Regions from separate parts of the Triticum aestivum genome. Here region 1 is linked to region 2. A link is a contact called in public Hi-C data. All regions are on one chromosome and are shown on one strand. The core of a region is the stretch at or near the end of the contact, and the rest is flanking DNA. Distances in the headings are between cores, read along the strand shown.

Region 1 (6,887 bases), core at 733-3,232, 180 kb before region 2:
TTTTTTTAGATTTTTTCTAGGTATGTTCTAAAATCCAGCCCAATAGGCCTAAGAAACAGCACGATAGGCTGCAAAATGTGCAGTCTAGCATGCTAAACATGCCATGGGTTGCCCCGTTTATTAGCTAGGCCGTGCCTGGGTTGGAGGACACAACACACGGGCTGGAATGACACGGCCCGTCTAATAACTGTGCCATGGCGAGCCGTGCCGTGCAGGCCCGATTAGGGCGGGCCTGGTCGTGCCGGCAAGTATGGCCAGCTCTGATAGCCACAACTTATCTGTTGACGTCATATTACTTTTGTTTTTATTTTTTCTTCCTTTTTTATTCATAATTTTATTTTACTTTTTTTAATTTATTTAAACTTCCAATTATTCTAAATGTATATATGGAAAAAATGTTTTACATAAATTATAAGAAATATTGATCTTGTATTTAGAAAATGTTAAACGTGCATATAAAAATGTTTTTGATGTATAAGAAAGATGTACAACTGTGAATCAAAAAATGTAGAAAATGTTAATCATGTGTGTGAAAAAAATTCATCATGTGTACGAAAATGTTTATACATTGTAAAATATAAGTTCATGTAATTAAAGCAATGTTTCATACACTAAAACATGTAGGTTAGATTTACGAAAATGATCAGAAGTTTCTTTCCTTTATATTTACAAAGATGTTCACAAGTTTCTTTTTTCCCACTAAACGGAAACTTGTTAACATTTTTGAAGATGTAACGTTTTGCAAGTTTCAAAAATGTGTTCAGGAAATTTTTCAAAAAAATGTGTGTACAATGTAAAAAGAGAAGTTTGCATAGTTCAGAAAAATGGTTTTATCAATAAAAAATGTTCAAACCTTTATTAGAACAATAACAGGTATTTGAAAAAAATGTTCAAAACATATTTTTTTAATGAAAAAATGTTAAAAATTTATAAAAAATGCTTTAGACGTATACGAAAAATATACTACGTGTATGAGAAAATGGAGATCAACACGTGACGGGAGTTGCTACCAGTGAAGCGAACTCGTCCACGGACTTATCGTCGTCCATGACCAAGGTCTCATAGTTTCTTAGGGAAGTTTGGAGATTCACTTGCTTGACGTGGGTGTGCCTCTCGAACATGAGCTTCAAAGCATCCCACGCCCCTTTCGTCATTACTTTTGGCGATCAGGTGCTGAAGCGCATCTATCCTAGGTCCTAGCTGGCTCATGGATATCGTCTAGTGGCGAGAATTCGTCGTTGGCCGCGTGGAAGGAGGAGGAAGGAAGAAGGACAAAGGGTAGAAAAGGAAGAACTATAGATGTAGTATCATACACTAGTATCATATGCATGATACTAGTATATGATATTCTCCACTATGACCAGCCTCATTGTGGATTGCATGCATCCAGGAGGACCTTCATTCATGTCTGGACCTGAGCGCAGTCGTGCCTGGATGGGGCGGTGAGGTGCTGCCACTTGTGTGAACGCAGTGGACAAGAGAAGTGTTGACTAATCAACTGTAGTACCAATACAATCTCGCCGACAGCGCCATAAATGAAACGACTATGATCGAGCGAGCCCAACCAAAAATCATTATTGGTGCCGGAGTACGGAGCATACGATACCCATCGCACGCACGGCGCTCATCGTTACCGCATTAACTAATCCCAACTTAATCTTACTACACCCTAACAACAAAATTAACGAGAGACGTTACAACATCACCAGGCTACTCCAAATGAGGCACAGTACGGCGCAACATCACCACGCTCGTGCGTCCCGATCTTCTAGAGTGCCGGAGCAGAGCGGTCAGGTCGGCGGCTGGTGGGTCGCGCCCGCCTACTGCATGGTTCAACCGACGGCGACGGCGGACGCGAGCGTGGCGATGGATGGCGTCTCCCCTCGTCAATCCCCGACAGCGAGCTTCCAACCCCGATCCAGCGACCGCCAGCGACCCGACCTCCCGTCCCGTGCAGCACTTCTCCCCGACCCACCCGCTGACAGGTGGGCCACGGCGAGCCGCGCCCCACGAGGCAGCGGCGCCGTGGCGACGAGGCAGTGGGCTCCTTCATGGCGCTGTTATTCCGTCCGCGCCGCCGGTCGCCGTCGGGCGCGCCCGCTGAGCGAGGGCTCGGTACAGGAGGCTCGTGCACCGGGTCCACGAGCGATTCATCAGCTCACTCTTCCCGCGGTGCACGGGACCTGGCGCCGGGGCGTGGGAGAGTGACCGGACGCTCACGGGCCTCTCCGTCTCCGAGTCCGGCGGTCGCTCACCCGTCCAGCCAGCTGCGTGGAGCCTCTCACAGGATCGGCTGCGCCACCGCATCGGTGCCATCCAACATTCTTTGCTTGTGTTGCGTGGATGATGGATAGGCACGGCTATGCTTTTCCAAAACCAAGTGAAACTCGAGGCTCGGGAGTCGTTACAGATTGATTTGTTTTTTCGTCTGACTCGTGATCGACTTGAAACTAAATGAAATGAGCTGAATATGGACAGTTTACAACATAATCTTGATTTGTATTTAAAGAAAACAGGATAATTTACTATCAAATCAGTCGTGTACAATTTTTCTTCATTTTATCTTGTACTAGCAAACGTGAAAAACTTAACTAAGCGCGAAAACATTTAGGCCTCAATATGTTAAGTGGCCAGCCATGTGTTAAATGCATGTCCTCTTATTTCCTGCTAAAGTTTGAGAGCAGTCATACCTTCGTTTTCTTCTTTTGCTAGTTCATCGATGTTCTCTTTATTTTTGATTTTCTTGGTTGTGACATGTTACATGTAATCAGCGAGTCGGTTGGTCATCAGTAGAAGCACTGTGAAGCACACGAGGCCACTGGCTCGGTTTGGCTTAAAGAACGTGTTGGTTGCGCTAGCATGTGGGGGGTCGACTCAAGGATATAAAATGTTAGATACAATACATCTTTTTAAAGTTCCCATCACAATAGTAAAGTTCTCTACAACTTTACATGGTTCAATTAACGATCAGTATGAGAAGGAGTTGGTTTCTATCATGGCCGTTGATCTTAGACTATTCATTTTGGATACCGAAATACAACTGGCTATTTCATGGTAATGCATATACTAAAGACAAATCAGAAATGTCAATGGAGATTTCTTTATTCTTTCAAACTGTAATCATGCATGCCATTTGCAAAACATAGTTCGGCGCTGCACCTAGTTGCAATGTCACCGTCTACTTCAATTTGCTTCTTCATCTCAACTAGGTTCATTGTATATCCTCTCTTTACATGTCTACTTAATCCGCTATCATCTCATACGGTATTATACAACAACTTTTATGAACCAACTATTCATCCCTCCCATACGGGAGCGGCTAGGGCCAAGCTTCATCCCCTCTAGGCTCCGCCGACGAGCTCATGGACTCGCCTCCTCTCTATCCGTTGATCCGACGGTTAGCGGTGGGGAGGGGAGTCCCAATAAATCCTCTAAGCTCCCACGCATGTTCTTCATCATTTACTTGTTTTGATCCATGTGATAGACAAACTTGAAAATCCTCTCACAATTGTTGTAGTTGTGAATAACATTAAAAGGTTGGCAAGGATGACATATGTATTTCAAACATGATGACGTGCATTTGAGAACAAAATTGGCATGATTGATTCGGTTTTTTTCACATAAGAGCATGCAGCTTGCTGATCCTCAGATGTTAAAATGCCTAGGAAACCTACATGCCAATACTAGTCCGAGACATACAACCTACAACCATGAAATTGCAACATTCAAGATAACATGACAAATGGATTGATTTGCAACCCAACACCCTATAATCAGGACACAATTCCACCTAGCAACACCTAGTTAGTTAACTCCATGATAGCGCTAACAACGTCACCATCCTCAGCCTTGAGCCCTTGCACGCCCTGGATACACGAAGGCTTGCGTCATCACGATCTCGATGTAGTTCTTGTTAACGCTTATGTATAGACCTCCTCGTTGGCCCAGGCTACTACAGAAGGATCACCCTCCGAGACGATGCTACTCGGGCCCAACACCTTGAACTGCTCTACCGCCTATGTCCGCAGCTGATTGCTACGGTCTCCTTCTTCGCATCCTCGAACGTGGTGTTGATCTGTGAGTATCGGCTCTTGCAGACATATGGTTTGGAGATGGCGAACATAAGCCTGCAATGGTGTGGCGAAGTTGAGAAAATGAAACAACATATGTGTTTACCTTGGATGCGAAAGCCAATGAATTCATGCACCATGATGTTGAGATTTTCTATTTGATGGTCTATTTATTTCAAATTGGATTTAGATGATGTGGGGTAAGATTTGCAACCTAGCAGGGAGCAAAAAGAAAAAAAAGGCTACAAACAAGCAGGACAACAGTGGGCTATCCTGTTAACGCAAACATGCATGATCCGTCGATTTTCATCTTGAAGGCAACGTGGAACTACGAGGGCCGGGAGGCGAAGATTCAAGCATTTTCAACTTCCACAAATTGTAGATGGTGTATGAGACTACTACATTGGGTACATCTCTACCTTTTTGTATAGGATCCGAATGCACCCTTCCCACCATCTGGACAAATGTGTGTTGAGTTTAAATGCTATGCTGATCCTGGACAATGGAGCAGAGCACACATGTGTAGCCAAGCCTTGGTCACAAATATTAAGGGATGGATAGCTAATTCTCTCACCAACTTTCCTTAGTGTAAGCATGGCCGACCCTTATAAAACACACACTCCTCAGCTAAACAAACATGATGGGGGTCGAGGCTCCCGAGACAGAGGAACTTCAGATAAATAGTGAGGGTGGATGGATGCAATCCATTATGAAATAAGAATGGGGGGCATATGGAAACACATCATCTCCCAAAATCATATGGGGCATAGGAAAACTGAAAAAACCAGGCATTTGCAAAGAGAGATGGCAGGGGAACACAAACGTGAACACGAAGGAGTGAACATGAGAAGATGAAAACCCTTCAAGAATAGTCCCAAGAAAGAGGGCGACATGTGAAGCATTGCGGCTTGGACTCGAGGAGTTTCAGAAACTAGCGAAGGAGAAAGCGTTGGCTATTGCGAGACACCTTCCTAAGGAACATGACCCCATCGCCTAACGCCTGGTCGGGCTCCCCTCCTCAATCCTCAATTAGTCAATTGACTTCCTCATCAGCTCCAGCGACTACGACGGCCCTCCGGATGCCGATGCATACTACCACCGCTACAAAGACGACAAGGGGAAGGGCTAAGCAAAGAAGTGTCAAAATTTATCCCAATCTATTATCAACTCGTTTCTAGTTTATTGTGCCACATCACTCCTTAGCCTTGGTATGATTTCTGGATCGATCACCTTCTGAAAGATTGCATTGAGGAATGCACATAGCTTCACAATGGCTAATCGGACGTTTTCCGGTAGAAGCCCCCTCAATGCAACCGGAAGCAGTTGCGTCATAATCACGTGGCAGTCATGAGACTTTAGGTTCTGCAACTTTTTCTCTGGCATATTTATTATTCCCTTTATATTCAACGAGAAGCCAGTCGGGACCTTCATACTGAGCAGGCATTCAAAGAAGATTTCTTTCTCTTCTTTCGTAAGAGCGTAGCTGGCAGGACCTTCATGCTGCTTCGGAGGCATGCCGTCTTTTTCGTGCAAACGTTGCAGGTCCTCCCGTGCCTCAGGTGTATCTTTTATCTTCCCATACACGCCCAAGAAGCCTAGCAGGTTCACGCAAAGGTTCTTCGTCACGTGCATCACGTCGATTGAAGAGCGGACCTCTAGCACTTTCCAGTAGGGTAGGTCCCAAAATATAGATTTCTTCTTCCACATGGGTGCGTGTCCCTCAGCGTCATTCGGAACAGCTAGTCCGCCGGGACCCTTTCCAAAGATTACGTGTAAATCATTGACCATAGCAAGTACGTGATCACCGGTACGCATGGCGGGCTTCTTCCGGTGATCTGCCTCGCCTTTGAAATGCTTGCCTTTCTTTCGACATTGATGGTTGGTCGGAAGAAATCGACGATGGCCCAGGTACACATTCTTCCTGCTTTTGTCCAGGTATATACTTTCAGTGTCATCTGAACAGTGCATGCATGCGTGGTATCCCTTGTTTGTCTGTCCTGAAAGGTTACTAAGAGCGGGCCAATCGTTGACGGTTACAAACAGCAACGCGTGCAGGTTAAATTCCTCCTGTTTGTGCTCATCCCACGTACGTACAACGTTTCCATTCCACAGCTGTAAAAGTTCTTCAACTAATGGCCTTAGGCACACATCAATGTCGTTGCCGGGTTGCTTAGGGCCTTGGATGAGAACTGACATCATAATGAACTTCCGCTTCATGCACATCCAAGGAGGAAGGTTATACATACATAGAGTCACGGGCCAAGTGCTGTGATTGCTGCTCTGCTCCCCGAAAGGATTGATGCCATCCGCGCTTAAACCAAACCATACGTTCCTTGGGTCAGCTGCAAACTCAGCCCAGTACTTTCTCTCGATTTTTCTCCACTGCGACCCGTCAGCGGGTGCTCCCAACTTCCCGTCTTTCTTACGGTCCTCACTGTGCCATCGCATCAACTTGGCATGCTCTTCGTTTCTGAACAGACGTTTCAACCGTGGTATTATAGGAGCATACCACATCACCTTCGCAGGAACCCTCTTCCTGGGGGGCTCGCCGTCAACATCACCAGGGTCATCTCGTCTGATCTTATACCGCAATGCACCGCATACCGGGCATGTGTTCAGATCCTTGTACGCACCGCGGTAGAGGATGCAGTCATTAGGGCATGCATGTATCTTCTGCACCTCCAATCCTAGAGGGCATACGACCTTCTTTGCTGCGTATGTACTGTCGGGCAATTCGTTATCCTCTGGAAGCTTCTTCTTCAATATTTTCAATAGCTTCTCAAATCCTTTGTCAGGCACAACATTCTTTGCCTTCCA
Region 2 (7,810 bases), core at 749-3,248:
GGACTCCGTTTGATATTCCTTTTCTGCGAAACTCTAAAACAGGCAAAAAAATAGAAACTAGCATTAGGGTCTAGGTTAATAGGTTAGTCCCAAAAAATAATATAAAATAGCATATAAATGCCTATTATAACCATCCAAAACAGATAATATAATAGCATGAAACGATCAAAAATATAGATATGTTGGAGACGTATCATATCTCCAGAAATCATACGAGACATAGCAAGAGCCATCAGGTCCGTATTCGTTAGGAGGGAACGGAGACCAGAAAAAGCAGAACCGCCGAGAGTAGCCCGCGGTGAGAGAGCTACGTCGCGATTCGTCGCACGGTAGGGAGATCGTGCGAGTAATCAAATTGTTACTCACCGGCTGGAACGAACCGCATTGCTCATACTTGTCCAAGTAGTACGGTGCTACCATGGGATGTAAGAACAGTGGCATGCACGTTAAGTCGACAACCACGCGCCACCTAACATCTCATCCACCCCTCACACCTCCAAGTGACCGCAACTCCATCGGCCACACGAGATCCACCTCCTCCCTGTGACGCTCGCTAATGTGATTTTCACTTTCTTGCCAACGCTAATGTTGTTGACCTCCTCGTTGTCTTGGGCTATTGCCAAAGAAGGCTCGCCCTTCGAGATGAGGCTACTCGAGCCTGGCGCCTTGAACTGCTCCACCACCTGTGCCTGCAGCTGATTCCTCAGGTCCTCGCATGCCTTGACATGATGTAGTTTTTAAGTGTGGGCTCTCGAAGACGTCTGGCTTGGAGATGACAAACATAACAATAGTATGGTGAAGTTGAGAAAATGCAACAACACATGTTTTTTCCTTGGACGTAAAAATCATTGAACCGGAGCACCGTGATGCTATGAGTTTCTATTTTCTTAGATAGTATATTGATTCCAAATTGGAGTTAATTGGTGCGGGCATAAGATTTGCAACCAAGCAAGGACCAAAAAGAAAACAAAGGCTACAAAGAAGAAAGACAACATTAGGCTATTTTGTCAATGCAAACGGGCATGTCATGTCATTTGAATCTCAGAGGCCATCTTCATCTGCGACGGCCGGAGGTGTTGTCGCAGAAGATTTGAGCACCTTGCCGCTTCCACAAATTCCAGACAGTATACGTGGCTATAACATTGAGCATGTCTCTGTCGCTTCGTACAAGCTATGAATGCACCCTCTCCCACCAGCTCGACAAATTAATGTTGAATGTAAAGGCTAGGGAAAGCCCGGACAATGGAGCAGAGCACACATGTGGTAGCCAAATCTCTTTGTAGAAAGAAAATCATGTCTCAAGTGCGAAGTAGGCTCCAAGACTTTGTCACCGAATTAATGGATGGATAGCTAATGCACTCACCAACCTTCCTTGGTGTAAACAAGATCGGTCCTTATAAACGGCACACTCCTTCGGGGCGTCTACTTGTAGCCTCTGACCATGTTACCAAGATAGGTAGTACAAAGAACCAAACAAACACGGCGGGAGTCGAGGCCCCCGAGCCAGAGAGCACTGAAAACAAAACAATGTGGATTAGCCAATCAATCCCTTATGGAATAAGAATGTGAGGCATATGGGAACACATGATCTCCAGAAACCATACGGGGCATACCAAGAGGAAAAGGGCCCGTATTCGTTAGGAGGAAACGGGCACCAGAAGAGGTCGAAGCCCGAAGAGTATCCCGTAGCGGGAGAGATGCACTGGGATTTTTGGCACGGTGGCAAGATGGCGCGAGTGATCAAGCCGTTATTCGCCGGCTAGAACAAGCTGCACTGCTTACACTTGTCCAAAAAACGGAACCAGCCAAAAAACCTAGGCGACAAAGCCCACCACTGAAGAAAAGCACCAAAAGCGCGAGCAAAACACAAAATTAGCCCGCACTTACGCCGGCGCAAAGCAAACCATAATCCCATATTCCGATCCGATCGCCCACTAGTCACGCCCCACTGAGCTAACCCAGCGTACTACTCCGACTGTACCAGCTGGAAGAGCAGTAGCGTTCCGTTCGCTCGTCCACCAGCGACGCGAGTAAAGTCGCTCGCCCCCCTCCCAACCGCCGCTCCCACCAGCAGCTCGTGCTCTCCGATTAACCTCGCCTCGCTGCGGTTTACCTCTCACTTTCTCCCACCTTCCTCGCCCACCGCACCGCGTCCTCCCCGTCGCCCCCTCCTTAAGCAAGCCACCGACGGCGGCCGCGGAGCAGGGGACCCGGACCACCACCCCCACCACCTAGCAGCAGCAGCCAACCACTGAGGTACCCGGCAGGCAGGCAATGTCCCTCCTCTCCTCGGCGAGGGCGGCGGCGGCGGCGGCCGGCGGGGATGCGTGAGATCGCGGCCCGGGCGCATGGGGAAGGAGGCCGGGGACCAGCGCCAGCGCCCGCCCGACGGGGGCGCCGGCGGAGGCGGCGCCGAAGGTAGCGGGCGATGCGGGTGCGGAGGGGCGGTGCGGCTGCAATGCGTGGCGGCGCTCGTGCTGGGCGCGGCCGTGCTGCTCTCCGCGCTCTTCTGGCTGCCGCCCTTCGCGGGCCGCGGCGGGAGGGGGCCGGAAAGCGCGTCGGATCCCTTCGCCGTCACAGGTCAGTCAGTGCGGGATCTCCCCTCCGGATCGGCCGGCATTGCCAGATCTCGCCTCGGTTTCCGCTGCTACCGGCTGCCGGCCCGGCTTGCGTTTCGTCCGTACGGCCCCGCGCGCCTCTGGATCTGGCTGTACGGACCGGACCGCGGCGGCTGTCGGTGGAGTTTTTGAATCCATCGGCTGCGGGGAGAGTGGTCTGCTAGTATGACTTGTTATTCTCACCTGCTAATTTTAGACTCATCTGGCTGGTTCCTTGATCCGCGCTGCTTTTGGGAATTGAGTAGGTTGAGAAACGTCCACAGTGAATTTGCTACAGTCAGTACGGATGCCTGCCGTCCCGGCGTCCCCAAAAGCTTTGACCGATTCGGTTCGATGCCAGTCATGTAGTATTTGGTTTTGATTTTGCCATGATTTTGTACCGTTGTTAGTCCACATAGTTAATTTTTCATCTGGCTGTAGAATTATCGGTGGTGAAAGCTACTTGAGCTGCCAAAGTGATGGAGTTGCTGTCACTTCCTGTTTCGTGTTGTTGCAACAGCTGTGATGAAGGATTGAGCAGTAGTTGATTACTGCTCATGAATTTTAGGCGTGATATATTCCCACACAATATATTGCTGTCCATGAATTTTAGGTGCGATCTATTCCCAAACGATATATGAATCCTCTCCAGTGGGCTAAAGCAAGAACTTTGACCTCCAATGGATCCTTGCCAATTTTAGGTGGCACTATTGGAGGGTCACGGTTCCAATTTAGTTTAAGCACATGCGGTGATCACTGTTCTTTGTTTTATTGGGTAAGAGTACCAGATGTATTGATGTATGAATGTATCTAATGAAACTGTTTTTTTTTTCCAGATGATATAGTGGCAAGTTTTAGGCTGCAGAAGAATGTTTCCGAGCTCAGGGGAAACCTGTCCAAGCTCGTATTGGACATCTATGCGGAAGTCGGCGTCCCTAACTCCATTGTATGCCCCACCACATCTTTTATTTCACTTTATTGATACGTTCTTCCACAAGTGTTGACTGATGCTTGATGCAAACACAGGTGGCTGTGGATTTACTGCATCCATTAGCTGGATCGAACTGGACAAATGTCATCTTCAGCATTGTGCCTTATCCAAAGAATTCGACTATATCATCAATGGGGTTGAGCATTATTAGGTCATCTTTCATGTCCTTGGTTGTGCGGCAGTCAACACTCCACTTGACCAAGTCCATGTTTGGGAATTCATCATCCTTTGAAGTGCTTAAATTCCCTGGAGGAATAACAATAATTCCTCCGCAACATGCTTTTCCTCCTGAAACACTCCATGCAACTTTTAATTTTACTCTGAATTTCCCAATCTACAAAGTGCAAGACAGAACTGATGAATTAAAGGATCAAATGAAGAAAGGGCTACTACTCAATTCTAATGAGGTTAGTGATTCATTCTGGTCCTGTTGACCTGTTCCTTCTTTGTCCATCACAATCATCGATTTATTTATATGTCTGAAGGATCTGGGTATTTGTTTGTTTCTTTATGTAGTTCTTGCATTTACAACTGTATGTAATACAGTCCACACATCCAAACTTTTAGTTGTGTGATATCTTGTTCTGTTTTTGATTTCTGTAAGACATCGGTGTCTTTTGCACATATTACTTTGCAGGGCATGCGTGCAAATGCAGCCCTATGAGTATGAGAGATCCTTCATGCAGTAGAACTTATAGGATTGTGTGATATAATTATCATTCCATGTATTTAGCAAGCATCACGTGGATTGGAAACTGGTTGTTATGCTTAGTTTGGTACCATATAGTGTTCTAAAAAACACATGCTAGCAAGTCTATGTTTCTCATCTTAACACAAAGCTATCTCATTCTCTAATCTTCGAATGCATTTCTCCCATTCTTGTGTCCCACTCTACTAGACACAATGAAAAAAGAATAGGGCTGGGAGCCTGAGACTTCAATATATATCAGAAATTTTATTGTGCAAAAAGTTGGTGTGTAGTAGCTTACATTGCCCTGCTTTTTCTTCCTTAATTGAATTGTGATATTGTGCATTGCAGAATCTTTATTTCAAATTGGGAAATTTGCAAGGATCAACAATTCTTCCTCCAACAATTGTTGAGACCTACATTGTTCGTGTTGTTGGGAATCACCAGCCATCTGTACCAAGGATGAAGCAGTTGGCCCAAACAATTACTAATTCATCTAAAGGGAACCTTGGTCTGAACCACACCGTATTTGGCAAAGTAAAGCAGATAAGCCTTTCCTCCTATCTTAATCGCTCTTTACATAGCAGGGGCAGTTCTGATGCACCTAGTCAAGCACCAATGCAACATCATGGTCATCACGGCCATCATCACCATCACCATGGTCATGAAAGCAACAGGCATTTGGCTCCTGCTCCTCTCCCTGTACATACACCCAGATATGTTGCTCCACCTCCATCTGGGTGTCCATATGGCAACAGGGCAAAGAGCAGGGTTCCTGTGGCGCCAGCTGCTGAGCCTGTAGCCAATGATCACCGTTTTACTCATCCTGCCGCTTCACCACCTCATCCATTATCACCTTCTTCTGTTCGTCATCCTCCACGTGATCCTAATATGCACAGTAGACCTCCCGTTCCGTCCCCTCCAGTTCTTCCAGAGCCGCCTTTGCCCAGTGTTTCTTTTAGTCATGCACACCCTCCAAGTGAGCATGGGACAGGAACCGGTCCTTCTGCTGGAATGTCTGTGGCCCCTGCACCGCATTCATGTGAGTTCTTTTCCCCTCTTTATTTTCCCATAATTGTCAGTGATTGTTATTTCCAAAAGACTCATTGTAAAATACATGCAAAGGAAGTAAAACATTGTCCAAAGGGGTAACTATTTGACTGATACATACTCAGAGGAGGATTTTGACGCTTCATCCAAGTTTTAGTTGTTCTAGTCATATATCTGCTCCTGTGGGTAATACAACAAGTCCTGTTCTAGTCATATATCTGCTCCTGTGGGTAATAATACAACAAGTCCTGTTCTAGTCATATATCTGCTCCTGTGGGTAATAATACAACAAGTCCTGTTCTAGTCATATATCTGCTCCTGTGGGTAAGACAATAAATCCACTTCATTTGGTTGGTACCTTATCAGTATTGATCTTAGTGCCCAACTGATAAGTTGGATCAATTTTTTTCCAAGGCTTTCTTTCTGTTGATTTATTCCCCGTGCGTTTATACCGCTGCCAGGTAATTTGAGTTCCAAGATGAGCTCACAGTTTGTTGAGATGAATTTAATTATTTCAAAATAACCTAGAGCAAAGATAACAGTCAAATTGAACATTTCATTTCTGGATTTTGGCTTTCCATCTGTAATATCTCGTGTGCATTTTGAAATATGTTTGACCTACTATGCCATTTATGGTTCGTTTCTTTAGTACTCCCTCCGTCCCATAATGTAAGATATTTTTTGACACTACACTAGTGTGGAGTAGTTTATTACTGGGTATTTTTCTTGGATAGCTATGGATCGGTATTTGTATCCAGCTATTGATAATTCCGTTAAGATGCCACTGTCCCACCTAGCCTAGAGTATATTTTCCGGTCGATCAAGCAGTCTTTCGTTTTTTGCATGCCTACCTCATGTAGCATTTTTTTCTCCGAAGAATCATGTCCTCGTTTTCACTAACTATCTTGTCCCATTGACCTACACTATGCAGCTAATGCTAGCCGGAGGCTCTCCTGTCAGTGGGTCCTGGTACCCCTCATATATACCCTGCTTTGGAGCCTACTATGACAGAAGAGAACCCGCGGCTAACCAGACAATTCGAAATAGAGATTTTCCAAGATAGAGGACAAGGCGCCTCTCGGTTTTCTTCTTTTCCGGTTTACTACAGCCGGCCGGGCGAGTGGTGAAGCACAAGGCAGCACCCCCCTTGCCTCAGGCACGCTGTCGTTTGTTATACGTACTTGTTAGTGGGATGTAAATATGGATGGGTATAAGGCAAGTAAGCAAGGCAAAGAATGGGCAGGCAGCTGTGCTCGTAGTGGTCAAAGCCACAGCGGTGGCAGGCCCTTCTCTAGCACATGCATATGCTTGGCCAGGTTTGCCATGTACTGCTGCTGTTCAGAAGAGGATTGTTAAAATGTAAAAGCTTTCTTTTTACATGAGATGGCATGGCTTTTGGCACCGGTATACGGTGGCTTGGTTCTGCTTATAGTTTTGAGCTGCTCGATCTTATGCGTTGTTGCCTCTGAAATTCTGTTGATTTTCTCTTTTCTCTATGTACATGTTGATGCTGATGCTGATGTTGTTGCCTACGGAGTTGTCGTGGGAAAGAGTTCAGAAACTGGGTTCAAGTCCTATACTTGGTAATCCAATTTATTTCAGTGGTTAACTAGCATGCACATGCCTAAGAAAATGATTGTCCCGTCTAGGTCACCACAACTCTTTTGCACAAAATGGTTCCTTCTTCCTATCTGCACACAGGTATTTTCCACACAACACTCGCACGCTTCCCCGCACTGTGAAGGACCGCTCTAAGTCTGCAACCAGCTTTGTCCCTCTGCTACCCCTGTATACTCTAGACATGCGGGAGGCTGGGCAAATGGAAGGAACGCCTCCATGGAGGATGTATTTCCAAACACCTTGAAGTTGGAATGCACTAATATTGCAGCAAGTGAGACAACTGGAAGCAAAGACTCAGCCAAAAACGTATTTCTGCACACCTTTCATTCCCAATGCATACTTATTACCACTACTGTTTTGGACATCTGATATTGATCGCCTTTGGTAGCCATGGTAAAAGGGGCTATGTAGGCAAGAGTGTGTATATAAGAAGGCTACATGCAAGGATATGAGGCAGCCATGCGCGTTCTGAGCTTTATAAGCATGACCCTACTGAAAGGTTGGTAAGCATGTTAATTAGCCCCGATTCGTCGAAAGGTGACATTTCAGATAATTTACTGGTCTTGAAAATGCAAAATGCATGATCATACAATAAATATATATAGGCAATCGTACATATATGCTCCGTCCATTAAAGTATACAGAGGAGCCACAAAATATAAGAAACTCTCGTTAGCAGGCTCCACCCTATTTTCACAGTTATTTCCTCAGACGCAAGTGCAACTCAGAGTCATTCCAAGGGAGTAGAATCATTGTGCAACTAAGACAGGGGAAATGCTTTTGTTCTTCACAGTGAGATTGATGGCAGCGCCATTTCTGTTCGCCCCATCGTCTTCCTTGTTTTCCACTCTATCACAACATCAT

What was found. A called contact is a pair of places that touch in the nucleus more often than the background predicts.
Region 1: a contact with region 2 is called in a Hi-C map of leaf, with 2.2 times the contacts expected there. The contact joins the enhancer-like site here to the promoter of LOC123080593 in region 2. A contact is called at or near these places in 2 of 5 Hi-C or Micro-C datasets (both in leaf).

What each region holds. Positions count from the first base shown.
Region 1 is chr3D:574,546,441-574,553,327 of IWGSC CS RefSeq v2.1, reverse strand. No RefSeq gene overlaps it. Among protein-coding and RNA genes, the nearest start is that of LOC123080594, 5.5 kb to the left of the region's middle. Within about 2 kb of position 1,982, at least 2 of the 8 cell types and tissues checked have an H3K27ac peak or open chromatin away from gene starts, as enhancers often do. A contact at or near this core is called in leaf, where this site is marked.
Region 2 is chr3D:574,367,701-574,375,510 of IWGSC CS RefSeq v2.1, reverse strand. LOC123080593 reads left to right here and starts at 1,998. Exons shown (of 5, transcript XM_044503529.1): 1 at 1,998-2,580; 2 at 3,434-3,543; 3 at 3,624-3,995; 4 at 4,628-5,318; 5 at 6,258-6,764. The coding sequence starts at 2,349. The coding sequence ends at 6,334.